2 separate regions of the Anser cygnoides genome follow, and region 2 is linked to region 1. The links are chromatin contacts, called in public Hi-C maps. All regions are on one chromosome and are shown on one strand. Each heading gives the region's core, a stretch centred on a gene start, on an enhancer-like site or on the middle of the called end of the contact. The rest is flanking DNA. Distances are from core to core; before and after follow the strand shown.

The links. A called contact is a pair of places that touch in the nucleus more often than the background predicts.
Region 2: a contact with region 1 is called in a Hi-C map of liver, with 1.9 times the contacts expected there. The contact joins two enhancer-like sites. A contact is called at or near these places in 2 of 7 Hi-C or Micro-C datasets (both in liver).

Annotation. Positions count from the first base shown.
Region 1 is chr21:4,699,372-4,706,240 of Taihu_goose_T2T_genome, reverse strand. The region is part of intron 1 of NECTIN1 (nectin cell adhesion molecule 1); the gene reads left to right. Among named protein-coding and RNA genes, the nearest start is that of NECTIN1, 13 kb to the left of the region's middle. Within about 2 kb of position 2,815, at least 2 of the 3 cell types and tissues checked have open chromatin away from gene starts, as enhancers often do. A contact at or near this core is called in liver, where this site is marked.
Region 2 is chr21:4,913,214-4,919,219 of Taihu_goose_T2T_genome, reverse strand. No RefSeq gene overlaps it. Among named protein-coding and RNA genes, the nearest start is that of TRIM29, 12 kb to the right of the region's middle. Within about 2 kb of position 2,564, at least 1 of the 3 cell types and tissues checked has open chromatin away from gene starts, as enhancers often do. A contact at or near this core is called in liver, where this site is marked.

The sequences.
Region 1 (6,869 bases), core at 1,566-4,065:
CTTTGATACAGGCGGAATGGGATCCTCCTGGGAGGATGGCAGCAGTCCTGGAAGGAGGTGGGAGGGATGGGAAGGAGAGAGGCTTGCACAGAGCACAGCTCGTAAAAAGGGGAATGCTGTCAGAGCCTGAGGACCCGGGGGCAATTAGGGGCTGAGTTACGCAGGAGGAGCGCGGCAGCGGTTGCAGAGGATAGGGATGCTCCAGCAGGGTCTGGTTTATCCTCAGGAACCCAGAGAGCAAGGCTGAGGACACGGCGTGTGGCCATGCAGGGCTGCTCCACCTGCGCTCGGCCAGCCACCGACGGGATTTCCTAGACGGCTGCCCGAAAGGGAGCCGGCCCCGCTCGCCGCTCTGTGCAGGGACGGAAACGCTAACCGGCAGGGACGTTAAAGCATCAGAAATTAAAACTGGCGTGGTGATTCAGCGCAGGGTGCCGCCTGCATTCCCCTGCCCCAGAGCCCAGGTGGCCTTGCCACGCAGCAGGGCTGGGACGTGCTGCTCGGGGGGGGGGACACCACGCGGGGCTGTGCCGGCTCCAGGGCCACGTCCTTCACTCGACATCCAGCAGCAGGTCCCTGCGCCTGGCCCCGCTGCGTCTGGTTACAGGCTCGGGCTCCCAGCCCAGTAACCCTGGCTGCTGATCCCGTGGGGGTGCCGGGTCACCTCCTGTCCCCTGGGACCTTGTCCCAGGCACAAGCAGGGGCAGCGCCGGAGTCACCCCCCAGGATTCAGAGGAGCTGCTCTGCCTTTGGGACTGATCCAGCTGGGAGGTGCACCACAAAGTTGCCAGTGGGAGAGCCCCCCAGCCCCCAGTCCTGCTGGGAATTCGGCTTCGCAGCCTGCAAGAGCAGGATGGGGATAGGAACGAATTCTCCGGGGCTGATTTTTCCACTTATCACTCTCTAGAACGAATATTCTTTCTTTCTTCCTTGGCATGGCAGGAACAGACTTTCAAAAATGTATCCTGATTTTTAAATACTCTTTTCGCCTGTGGTGTAAATACTAAAATGTGTTTTTTTTTTTTTTCTCTCCCCTCTCTCCCGGAGTTTAAAAATATCGCTAGCCTGGGGAGGTGCATCTTTCAGCGAGATTTATAACGGCTGCTCTCAAGTGATGTGGAAAATGAGCCTCCCTCTGCCCCATCCAGCCTGGCACCTTCCAAGAATTTATTTCCTTTATTTGCGTGAGCCTAGGAATACTTAGAGGCTGCATCTCCGCCCAAGCACTCTAATTATTTAAGTTTTGTTTATGGCCAGGCTCTGGGGAGGCGAGTAGGTCCGGGCTGCCAATCCCTGCCTCGTGTGGGTAATGCAGCCCTGCGTTACGCCGCTTGATAATGCCCAACAAATCCCGGGTGCTGTGCCTGCTGGGCATCACCCCGGCTCCGTAAATCCGTCGAGATTTCGGTGTGGGATGTGTGTGGCCTCTGCTGGGCAGGCTCTGCAGGCAGGGGGGAGTTGCGGGGCCGGGGGCTCAGCCCAGTGCTTGGCACCACCCTTGGGTGCTCCCCGACCTGGCCGCAGCCCTTGGGTGCCTCGTACGGGGCAGCGAGGAGCGCCCTGAGGAGCGCTCAGGAGCGAGCGAGCGGGATTTTGGTTGCATTATGACAAGTGATGGGGAGACAGAGTGAAGGCTGTAGGCTGTCTGCCTGCTGTAATTCCAATTAGCAGGGGTAACGTGGGCAAAGCCTGGCAGCTGAATTGATCCCGACTTTGTACAGGGAGAACCCACAACACGTTTTGCAAAGGTCACTGGGCATGGGGCTGTACACATGTGCTGCCGTGACAGGACAGAAGCTGGGTATATCTGTATTAGATCATCATGCCAGAGCCAGCCAGGTAAATAAACCCTTTCTAGGGCTGCTTTTGCCTCAAAATACGCTGCGAAATGGCCTTGAGCTCCGTGGGACTGGCTGCGCACGGGGCAGGATGGCATCTGGGCGGGCGTGGGGTTTGTCCGGACGCAGCCGCTCCTCCAGACAGAGCGCACCCGGGTGAAGTCACCCGGCAGCCATCTCCTCATGGTGCTGGGGAACAAAAGCTGCTCGGAAGGGGGAGGAAGGAAGGAGGGGGAGTTTCCCTCTTGCTCTTCAAGGCGACCCGGCAAGGTCGGAGCGAGGCCCGCTGGCGGAGGCCGTGGGCAGGCTGCCTGTGCAGATGCTGCCTCAGCTGTGCCCTGTCCGCGGCTAAGGGGAGGACTCCAGCTCGCAGCTCTGCTGATATCGATCCGAGGCCTTTCACTGGCTCTAAATTCACCTCAGAAATATAAGGCTAAAGTCACACTTTTCAGATATATGTATATTTTTCGCATCCTTGACGTCCCAGCGCTGCCGTGCCCGCGGAGCACCTTGCAGGCCCGTGGTGCTCGCTGGCAGCGGGCGGACCTGCCACCTCACGCCGACTTCCACCGGGCGTGAATCAGCTTTTACTTCAAGGGAAAGCTTGGCCTGGAGGTGATGGCAAAGGCAGGCTGAGCTCAGAAGGGCTGGCAGCGTCTCTTGGCTTTGCCACAAGCTCCCTGGAATATCCTTGGCTAGCTCCGTTCGCCTCCGTGTGCCTTGCCCTGTCCAAAGCCGCTGCTGGCTGTCCTCGTCTCCTACCCTGCATCTGCAGGGCTCCTCGCCGTGCCCACGTGCCTCCCTTCGAGCAGGAGACCATCTAAAAAGCACGGGGGAAGGCAACTCCCCTTTGTTCTGCCATTTTCCCCAGCAGCCGAGATCACACAGCTCCTTGCCCAGGGATTTTAGAAGACATTTAGATTTTAGAACTGTTTTGCACGATTTGCACAAATCCTCTGCCAGGGCAAAGGCCGGACCCGGTTTCTGAGTGCGTGGTGCATGGGTTGGAGCTGTGGAGGTGGGAGGACGTGGTCCATTGGCTTCCCTGCTCGCTTTCCTTTTGATTTTCGCCCCGCCAGCATTGCATTTGGGTCACTTCTGGTTTGCAGTCATTACCTGGGGGGCGGTTTGATGGTAGGTGAGGGGTGCAAAGATGCTCGGTGCAAAAGCAAGGGGGCAGCGGGCTGAGCCCCAGCATCCTGCTGCAGCCCCCTCCCTGCCCCTGCTGCCCCCACACACCAGGCTGGCAGAGCTCCACGCTGGTCAGTTATTACAAAAGCCTTGTCGGGACAGAGAGAGGAATGGAAAGTTTAAAGTTCGATAATTGTTAATTATTACCCGTGCTTCCCGTGAGACCTGCTGGGAAAAAAAAAAAGAAGCAAACCCGCACATGCCTCTCTGCTGCAGAGGTGTTTTGTGGGCCATTTGTCTCTGTCCTGGCCACGCCGAGTCCTTCCTCGCTGCCTTCTTCCTGCCTCCAGTGGGATTAATAAAGAGCTGCTGGAGAGCTTCTTATCTCCGAGCCAAATAACGCTTGTAATACGGGGAGGGGAGGCAGCTTTGATCCAGGAAGAGAGCAGGGCGAAAAAAAGAGAAGGGCTATTGGGGCAGGGGGTGCGGGGCAGGCTGGGCTGTGCTGCTGCGTGGGAAGCTGGCACGGCTGCTGCTGTGCCGAACCTGTTCTGCAGAGACGAGCTGTGGGTTTTAGGGCTTGCCGGGCTGGGGAAGAAAGGGCTGGAGCAGCTCCAGGGCCGGCACGCCAGCCCCGCGCTCGGCTCCGCTGGGGGCTGTGGCTGCGCGTTTCCCTCTTGCAGCCAAGCCCGGTGAGAGGGCCGGGAGCCCGCTGGCCGTGGGAGGCTGGGTTTGGCTGTTTGTTGGGAAGGGCGTGGGTTCTGGTGGCGGAGGAACCCAAACACCTGGGGTTTGTACCCATTTCTGTCGCCGGCCTCCCGGGCTGGCTGGGGCGAAGCGCTGCGCCTGCCTGGGGGCCTGCTCTCATCACCGAGCACGTTCGGGGTGCCACAAACCACAGCCTCCCAAGGGGTCTGCCCCCCAGCAGAAACCCAAAATCCCAAGGGACCCCTTGGGAAGGAGCTGGGGGTGCTGCAGACGCCCCCATCCGAGCCTGGAGGCTGCCAAGCGCCTCCCGCTCCCTCCTCCCGGCCGCATCCAGGCTGGCAGCAGCGGGAGCCCGGAGGCGCAGGGCCACACCTGAGAGGCAGGACGGGCCCCGGCTCTTCTCACGGGTGTGGGCTGGGAGCCGGTTGGGCCGGGCCGGGCCCCCCCCGAGGCCAGGAGCCCCGTTCCCGTGCCAGGGCCGCGGGAAAGGCAGCAGCGTGGCGCGGGGAGGAGCGTTTGGCCCCGTGCATCCTCCCCGCGTGCCAGGGGGACGTGCCGCGCACCTTCCCGCACGTAGTCCGGGATTTTTGGGGTACCTCCAGGAGGGTCTGGGTGTTCGGCGGCTCCAAAGCCTCGTGCCACAGTCCCATGTAATCCGCAGGGGGATTAGCAGCCTGGTTTTATCGTCACCCATCCCAGTCTGAACCCCTCTGGGAGACCCAGCACCAGCTGAGCCCTGCACCCTCCCGCTCTGTGATCCCTCCAACCGAGGGCTGGGGAGGGCAGGGGGATGCTCCACAGGCCTGGCAGCACCCAGCTCACCCCATAGGATGGGGAGTCCATGGGTGATGGGTCCCAGAGGGTTCCTGCCCCTCGGGAGGGGAGCACAGGAGTCCCCCCGTGGGCACGTCCCTGTCCCAGAGGCGTGCGGCCACGGCCCCGCATCGCTGCCCCTGGGGTGGGCTCGGGCTGCCCAGGACCATCTGTTCATTTTCGGCCCGTTGCCGTGGCGACGGGGAGGCTTTGAGATGGGGTTTCACCAGCAGCAGCGGTTGGGGGAACGCCGGGAAAATAACGCAGGCGGGGAGAAGTCTTCCTTTTCCTGGGCGGAAACGGAGGGGAGAGGGAGGGATCCAGCCACGGAGCCTGCGTCCCGGCCCCTGCCTCCCCCCGCTGCTCCCATCCTGCTCCCATCCCCGACACAATGCACGATATCGGCACGCGCCCAGCCAGAGAGCAGCCGTTTTGGTCCCATTGTGCCCTCCAAGCCGCGGCAATGTCCCTGTCCCACCACTTTTCTGTCCACGGTGGCTCCCCAGGCTGAAGCCACCGGTGCGGTGCTGAGCCAGGGGACGTCTCCAGCATCGGTGCTCGCGCTCAGCCCCGGCGGTGGGAGCAAGATTTGGGGTTCCTGCGTGCCGGGCTGCATTGGGGCCCCTCCTCTCGCCATGCAAAGCCTGCGGTCGCAGGGGAACACGTCTGCAGGTGGGCAAGTGCTGGCAAGCGGGCTGCGAGCTGCGCCCTGCCTGGCCGCCTGCTCTGCCCCGGCACCGGAGGCGAAAGCGAGCTGGAGGAGGCTGGGGAGAGTTTGGCCGTGGGATTTTACACGCAGGGTCCCTGCTCAGAGCTTTCCCTGGTCCTTTGCACTAAATAAGCCCGGAGCAGAGAGGCCGGAGGATGTGGCTTGCTGCTGTCTGCGTATGGATGCGTGTATCCGTGCGTGGCTGTGTATAATTTGAGTGGAAATGGCTTTTAAAAAGCAAACGAAAGAGGAAGCAACAAATAACTATCTGCTTGTAGACAGTGAGATCCGGGCTAATGTGTGACAGACGAAAATGAAGCGAACGCAAAGTGACAGATTGACAGATAGACAGACATGTTTGTGCGCCGCTTTAGCATCCTTGTGGAAACAGGAGATAATTCGGGTTGCAGAGGACCTCGTCAGGTCGCCTGCCTACCTGCCGAAGCAGACGGCTGTGCTAAATGCCTTTTTTTTGAACCAAATTCCCGTGGAAGAGACCAGTACAGGGCCGTGCATGGGATCGGCGGGCAGGAGCCTGGTTTTTTGTGCCCACGAGCCAGGCGGGGGGCAGCAGGCATCGGGGAAGCTCTCCCCACCTGGGTGCGATGCTGGCAGGAAAGGCAGCCGGGGCTTCTCGATGATGAGGCTTTTTGTTTGTTTTTACTAAATCTAGGGAAACGGGATCGATTAAGTGAGTTATCGCTGTGTACCTTGCGCTGGAGGCCCGCCGTGCTGGCTGCAGTCCCTGCTGGGGGATTTTCTCTGGCTTTAAGGTTTCCACTGGACGTGTCCCTGGACCTGTCTGCTCCCGGGGCAGGACGGGGCACTTGGGACCAGAGCCGAGCCTGTGGCCCTGAACACAGCCCCGGTAGCCCAGCGATGGCTGTGGGAAGCAGAGAATCAGCCCCGTGGCCCTTGTGAGTGTAGAGCTGGCGTAAAGTCACCTTCCTCCCGCCTCTCGTGTCCCAGATCCGAGTGCAGCAGGGCTGAATGTCACCTGCTCCCCTGGGACTCGCGATTTACAAGCGCTCATCCTGCTCCTTGTTTGCAGAGCAAATGCCCTTTTCCTGCTGGCTCGGCCCTCCCTGCAGTGGGGAAGCAGCATGTTCTGGGCTGGAAGCTTCTCCCAGATTTATGAGCTTGCTGTTCACCTTGAGAGTACGGCTTCCTTGCCCCGAGACAGGTCTGAAACCCAAAACACCACTTGCTGACTTAAGCAAACGCCATTGATCCTCCAGCAAGTAAAATTTCTTCCTTTTTGTCTATTTTAGGACGCGAGTCGTTGAGATTCTGTTGTTGGCCTTTCTGGGTTTCTCTTTTCCTCTGCTGACAGGAGTCCCAAAATATTCTGAGCAAAATCAATACGATTCGAAGAGAACTCTTCGGTAACACTTAGGTGGGACATCGCCTCCTTGCCAGAGACCAAAAGGAAAAGAAAACACCAAAAATCCTCCCCTCGGCTCCCTCTCCCCTTGAAAAGCAGCGTTCTTTAATTGGCTTTTAATCCGGGGAAGAGGAGAGCTGTTTGCATTGAATTGGTAATAGGGGATAATATCTTACCCTGAGTGATGCGTTATTTGATCTCTGGGCATCAGAAACCCGAGCGTACGGCTGTGAAACCGGGGGGAGGGACGCCGGGGCTGGCTCGGGGCCCGAGCAGGAGCACGGCT
Region 2 (6,006 bases), core at 1,315-3,814, 210 kb before region 1:
GTCGTCGTTTGGCATTGTCGGAGGGCATAAGAGTCAGGAAAGAGCATCTGGAGAGGAGGCAGGCGTGCTGTTCCCTGCAAAACCATCCTTAAACTGACACCGTCGTAGGGCTGGGGGGAGGCAGAGGCTGTGGTCTGGGGCGGACAAGGGAGAGCGCAGGGCTGCAGTGCCCTGCAGGGGCACTTTGAACCTGATTTCCCCCGAATCGGAGACATTTCCCCCAAATCAGGAAAATAAAAGTTTTCTCTCCCTTTCTCTAAACTTTTTCTCTCCTCTTTTCATGCCTTCTCCTCTCCCGCCACCTCTCCCTGCCCTCCTCCCGTGGCTGCCGGAGCACGGGGCTCCCGGCCGGCTCTGCAACGTGCTCGGGCACGAGGAAAGTAAGGAAAAGGGGAAGGACAGACTCGGGTTACTGCGAGCTGTTGGGGCAGCGAGAGAGCGAGCAAGGAAGCGGAGGAGGCAGCCCCGAGTGTGCCGCAGTCAGAAAGCATCGGCGCTTCTCGGAAGCCTCCTCCTCCAGGAGCAGGAGGGGATCTGACATAGTCACCCTAGGAGAAGCCGTGAAACCATGTGCTCCCTTCCTGGAAAGAGCTCGAGCTTCACCCTGGAGCAAGCTAGAGGGTGTTGTTTTTTTTCTTCTCAGCATCCATCTAGAAGTTGAGTCATCTTAGGAAAGAAAAACAACTAGTTCATCCAAGGTGGCCACGGAGCAGTTCGTTTCCCATCTACAGGCACCCTTCACACATCTTGCTCTCAAAGTTTCCTCTGACACCCCGCTGAGGATGCGTTAGCATTTCTGTACTCAGCTAGGCTAACCTCTCCCCACCCCCTTTCAAAACGTAGGCATGAAATTGGGTCTCTGGTCCCATGGCAGTGCTGAGATGACGCAGACTTGCCAGAAATCCCGGTGAAAGATCTGTGATTTCCTCCACTCTGCCTCAACCAGGGGGCAGAAGGTATTTCCCTACACCCCCGACAAAACAACGAGCTCTTAATTTCATTTCTGCCAGGAACTTGGCAATTTTCTCCTCGATACCCTTGCCTTCCCTTGCCCTACGTTTAGCCTCGTTTTCCCATTAATAAGTCCTTCCAAGGCAATATTTAAACTTGCCTCAATCTCTACCCCGCGCTGATTGCAGAGCATCACCATTTCTTCCTCCCTTGCTCACTCCTTTTGTTCTGCACCTGAAGAACTTCGGGCCGGTCGTTTTAATGCCCACGGTGGGATTACTCATCTGGCTTTTGACAGCCTCGTTTATTCCTCCACACGCCGACCTCTGAGCTGCTGCCTTCTCTGCTGACCTGGCCTGTTTCTACATCCCTCGCAGGCATCCTGGTTGCTGCCAGCATCCCTTTGAGGTGGTTACGCAGCTAGCTGGAACTGGAAACCTCCCGGGGAAGGTTCTCCCTGCCCCCACACCTCTCACCCATTTTCGACTTTGCTTTTTTTTGACTTTGAAAAATCGCAAGCCTCTCTGAGCTCCCAAGTCCAGTTTTCATTCCTGTGGATTTCCCTCAGTCAACAAAGATTTGCCTATTTGAAACCAAGAGCCTTATTTGCAGGCTTTGTTTGTCTTTCCATTTCATGTTAATTGAATTAGCAGCTAATCTCTGAATCCAAGGTTGCTTTCTCAGAACTGTGCCCTCACCGTTTATCTAAATCCAGTCCTGGGGAACCTTTCCTCACAAGTTCGGGGAACGCTGGTGAAGAAATCCACCCACCGCCACATGCCAGAATATTCCCTACAGTTATTAGTGACCTCGGTTTGGCGTGCTGAATAAGAGTCTTTCACTTCCTAACGCACTTTCTCAATCTGTGTCAGGTAATAATTGTTGCAGGACTCCGTCCATGTCCCAGCCTGACCCCAAAAACCCACAGCACAGCCCCCTCGAGATGCCAGGATGAGCCCATGTTCCTTCCCCTACTGACCTTAACCCTAATAGATTCATCTTATGATGTGTCAAGACTTGGAGGGCTCTCCCTGTAAAGCTCCGCGTTGTCTCTACCTGCAGGGAGCTGTGCTTTCAGAACTCATCTCCGAGCGAAGTTTCCAGCTAGCCTGCTGTTTCTGCACATCTCATCCCAGGCAGACGTTGCACGGCGTGGTGCAACACATCCTCTGCCTGGAAAGCAAGGCACGCTGCGAAAGGTGATGAAATGCAGTTCCCTGAACTAGGGCTCCACTGAAATCAGGGTTCAGCACAGAGTGGACAAGGCTTTACCTTCTCTTTCCTTCCTCCAGCCCCCAAAACGGAGTAAAAAGCAAGGAGCTATGCTTAGATTGTAGTTCCTATTAAATCTTGGTGCTAGTCATAGTGAGGACAACTGCCAGATATCTCAGTGCAAAGGGCTAGTGTGGGCACAGGGCAATAGTACAAGGCAGGCCATGCACTGGCGCCATGCTCTGATGCATCACAGGGGTCACACAAACTAGCTTCAGTTTTATTACATCATCTCTGCAAAAAGAAACTAAGCAAAGCAATCAATGCAGGGCATCAAGGGGGTTTTCTTTTCTCCCTTTAATCTGCATTCGAGTTCCTCTCTACAAACCCTCCCCTTCGTCTCCTGATGCTCCAGCCCTCCTCCGTGATCCTTAAAGCATTACTTCAGCCTGCTAAGGTGGGCGTCAGGCCAGGCTGCTGAGCGAGGCTGCTGGCTGAGCTTAGCACTGGCTGTGTCAGGAGGAGCCCCGCTGGCTGAGCACACCGTCTGTGGCCATATCTGGGGTTATTTACACACGGAAGGGAAGGGGAAATAAATCTTTGTGAAATACGAGCTGGGAGAAAAGAGGGAGACCCAGACAGAGCCGGGTGGGAAGGAGCCCATCCGAGAAAGGCAGCCCAGCACAGGCTGCAGCAGGAATTAGCAGAGCTGGGAGAGCTGAAAGCAAGCTGCAAGGGTCTGCAGCAAAGCCTGTAACGGGAGAAGGAATTGGACAGCCTTCTGCAATCGGCGCACGGAAGCTCTGCTACCAGCTGGGAGACTAATTTAGTTTCTGTTTTCTTCCCTTCTCCCCATTCAGCCTCCCTCTCCCTCTGAATGGAAGGACAGCAGTGCGGCCAAGCTGCGTGGCGCTCAGCTCCTGGCAGACTGTGCCGGCTCCGACGGGGCAGGCTGGGTCGCAGCAAGCATCGGGGAAGGCTGCAGGGGCTTTCTTCGGCTGTGCCGGGGCTGAAATGCTGAAAAGCAGCACAGGAAGCACTCGAGATCCCCGGCAGGTCCCGGCCTGCCTGCATCCAGCTGCATTACCTGTTGCGAACCAGAGCAGCCTGAGGACTGCTCTAAGCCCCGCAGCAGCTGTGGCAGGTAATGGAAGTGGAGACGGGCAGGGGCTGAAGCTGGCAAGAGCTCTCGTTCTGCTATTTTCCTCTGCTCTGACCGGAGCCCAGCAGCAGCACTGCGATTCTCTCAGCCACGGCAGTACCCATCTCCTCCCAGCGCAGCCCGTGTCAGCATCCTGATGCACTCGTGGAGGTGCCCCCTTTGGAATAAGCTGTAAAACCGTCTGCCTGACAGCCTGGACTGGGAAAGTTCCCCTGGCAGCTCCTGCCGGAGCGTTATCTTCCTCCCTCAGCCAAATTCCAGGTTAGAAACCGAACAAAGCAGCGGCGGTGAGCTGCCAGTATTTTAATGAGCAGCTCTCAGACACCTTCCTACCTCTGCCTGTGATGAAATTCCGCAGAGCAGGTGCACGCGGGTGCTCCCAGAAAGGGAGCTGTATTTACCTCGCACTTGTTCAAACAGCAGCAGTTACAGAAATCCTCTCTCATAACCATCACTCAAGCAGGGAAGTGGCTTATTTGGCAAGGAAATTGTCATCGAGTGCAGTTTGCTGGCGATGTTTACACTGTGTTTCTGAGGGTATAATGAGTGTGCTGATAAGATAGTGCGGGGGGGACTCGCTGGCTCCAGCGAGGGGGAATATGCTGACGGGGAAGCTGCTAGCTGGGTTCTGCAAGGTCTTTGGGAAATACCCTGCTGACACCCGACAGAGGCAATAGCGTTTACTCTTGAGCATTATTTTTGGGACACCTAAGGAAAAGGTCTTCTAAGGAGAGAAAAAACAAGGCTGGGAGAGCTGGGATTTTCAGGAATAAACCTAACTTCCCCATCCCATCATCTGGGGCTTCCCAGCAGGAAGGAGGACCCTGTCAGCCCCTGGCTACCCGCTGCAAATAATCACGCAGGGAGTCACCTGGCCAGCCCTGCTTGGGACCCCGGGGGGCAGACAGGGGCTCGGGGTGCAGGACGGAAAGGTATTTTTGCTCCTTCTGTGCTGGGCGAGCTCAGCATCTCCCTGTGCTGGCTGCACGTCGCTGGCAGGGGATGCATTTAACTTCCTAGCAGAGCTCACACGGGCTGGGAAGATGAATCCTGCAAAGCTCCAGCCTCATCCTCTGCTTTCTATAGGGGCACAGGAAAAACCCTTTCTCCTCTTCCCACCAGCACCCCCAGGGATGGACGCAGCCAGGCGTCCGCCCCACAGCCAAAGCTGGGGGCTCAGCACCATGTCCCCCCCCCGTGCAGCCCCCGGGGGAGCAGAGCTCTGCCTCGGGGCAGGGTGGTGAGGGAGGGGGCGCCCCTCCTGTCCCGGGGGTTTTGCCCAAACCCCCACGTTTCTGGAGCCCCTGGATTCCCCGCGGGGCCCCCGACACCCGTGTGCGGCCCACGGAGGACACCTAGCGGCCGGAGAGCCCTGCCACGGGGATGCTGCCCTGCCTGCAGAGATGCTCGCCTTGCCTTGGAGATGCTCGCCTTGCTTTGGAGATGCTCGCCCTGCCGTGGAGATGCTCGCCCTGCCTGCAGAGATGCTCGCCTTGCCTTGGAGATGCTCGCCCTGCTGTGGAGATGCTCGCCCTGCCGCAGAGATGCTCACCTTGCCTTGGAGATGCTCGCCCTGCCGTGGAGATGCTCGCCCTGCCTGCAGAGATGCTCGCCTTGCCTTGGAGATGCTCGCCTTGCCTTGGAGATGCTCGCCCTGCCTGCAGAGATGCTCGCCCTGCCATGGAGATGCTTGCCCCCTCGCCCCCCAGGAGCTCACCCGTCCCCAGCTCCCTCGCCTTGCCTCCCGTGCTCGCACACAAACCCCAGTCCTGGGGGATCCCACAGGATGGAGCGGGGACAAGGGGGCTCTCATCCCACATCTGGGAGGTTATTGTACTGGCCAGCCAGGGGGTCCCTTACACTGAGCACTTCCCACTGTCAGGATGCTCAGAGAGCCCTGCTCTATTTAAAAAAAAAAAAAAAAAAAAAAAGTCACCAAAAGTGCACTGGGAGGGACCTCCCCGGTCACAGTTTTCATTTCCCCTTGCTGCTTGAGCGAGGTAGGAGCACCGCACGCCCGGGAAGAGCCGGGTGCCCAAATCCCTTGGGGTAAGAGATGTGGGATCCCCCCGGTGATGCCCCTCAGACCGGGTCACGGCCACCCTGTCACAGGCCATCAGCTCTTCCCACGGTGCAGGGCAGCACATGCTCTCCTTGGACACACAAAGGATGCCCGGTGTGTGTGTGCCCACACTGCACAACCGCCCCTCTCCCTTCCCTGCGGCCCCGCAGCCGCGGGAGAGGCACAAACGTGTGGGTGAGGGCAGCTCCTTCCCTCTCCCACACTGATGGAAGTGGCCCTGGGTGGCAACCTGTTCCCCTGACGTGGGGATCTCGCCCCAAACCGCTGCCCCTGCCAGCCCAGAGAGCAGGATCGTCGTGGGGAGAAGGGCAGGGAGCACGAGGCACGGGCAAGCGTCGCCTTCCCTGCGCCAGGAGAGCTGCAGCTCCCCTGGGCCCGCCGCTTTCTCACCCAACCTTCCTCCACCCCCTCGGCTTTCCTTCCTGGGTGCCAGCCAGCCCCGTGACGCTCCGCTGGGCTGCGTTTGGACTTGACGGAGCCTTAAAGTGAAATGCAATTAATGTAATGAAGACCAGCAGCCAGCGCACGCACGGAGCCAGGCGGAGCAGCAGGGACGGCTCCCGGCGTTGCCCAAGCTCCAGGTGCTCCCTGCCCGTGC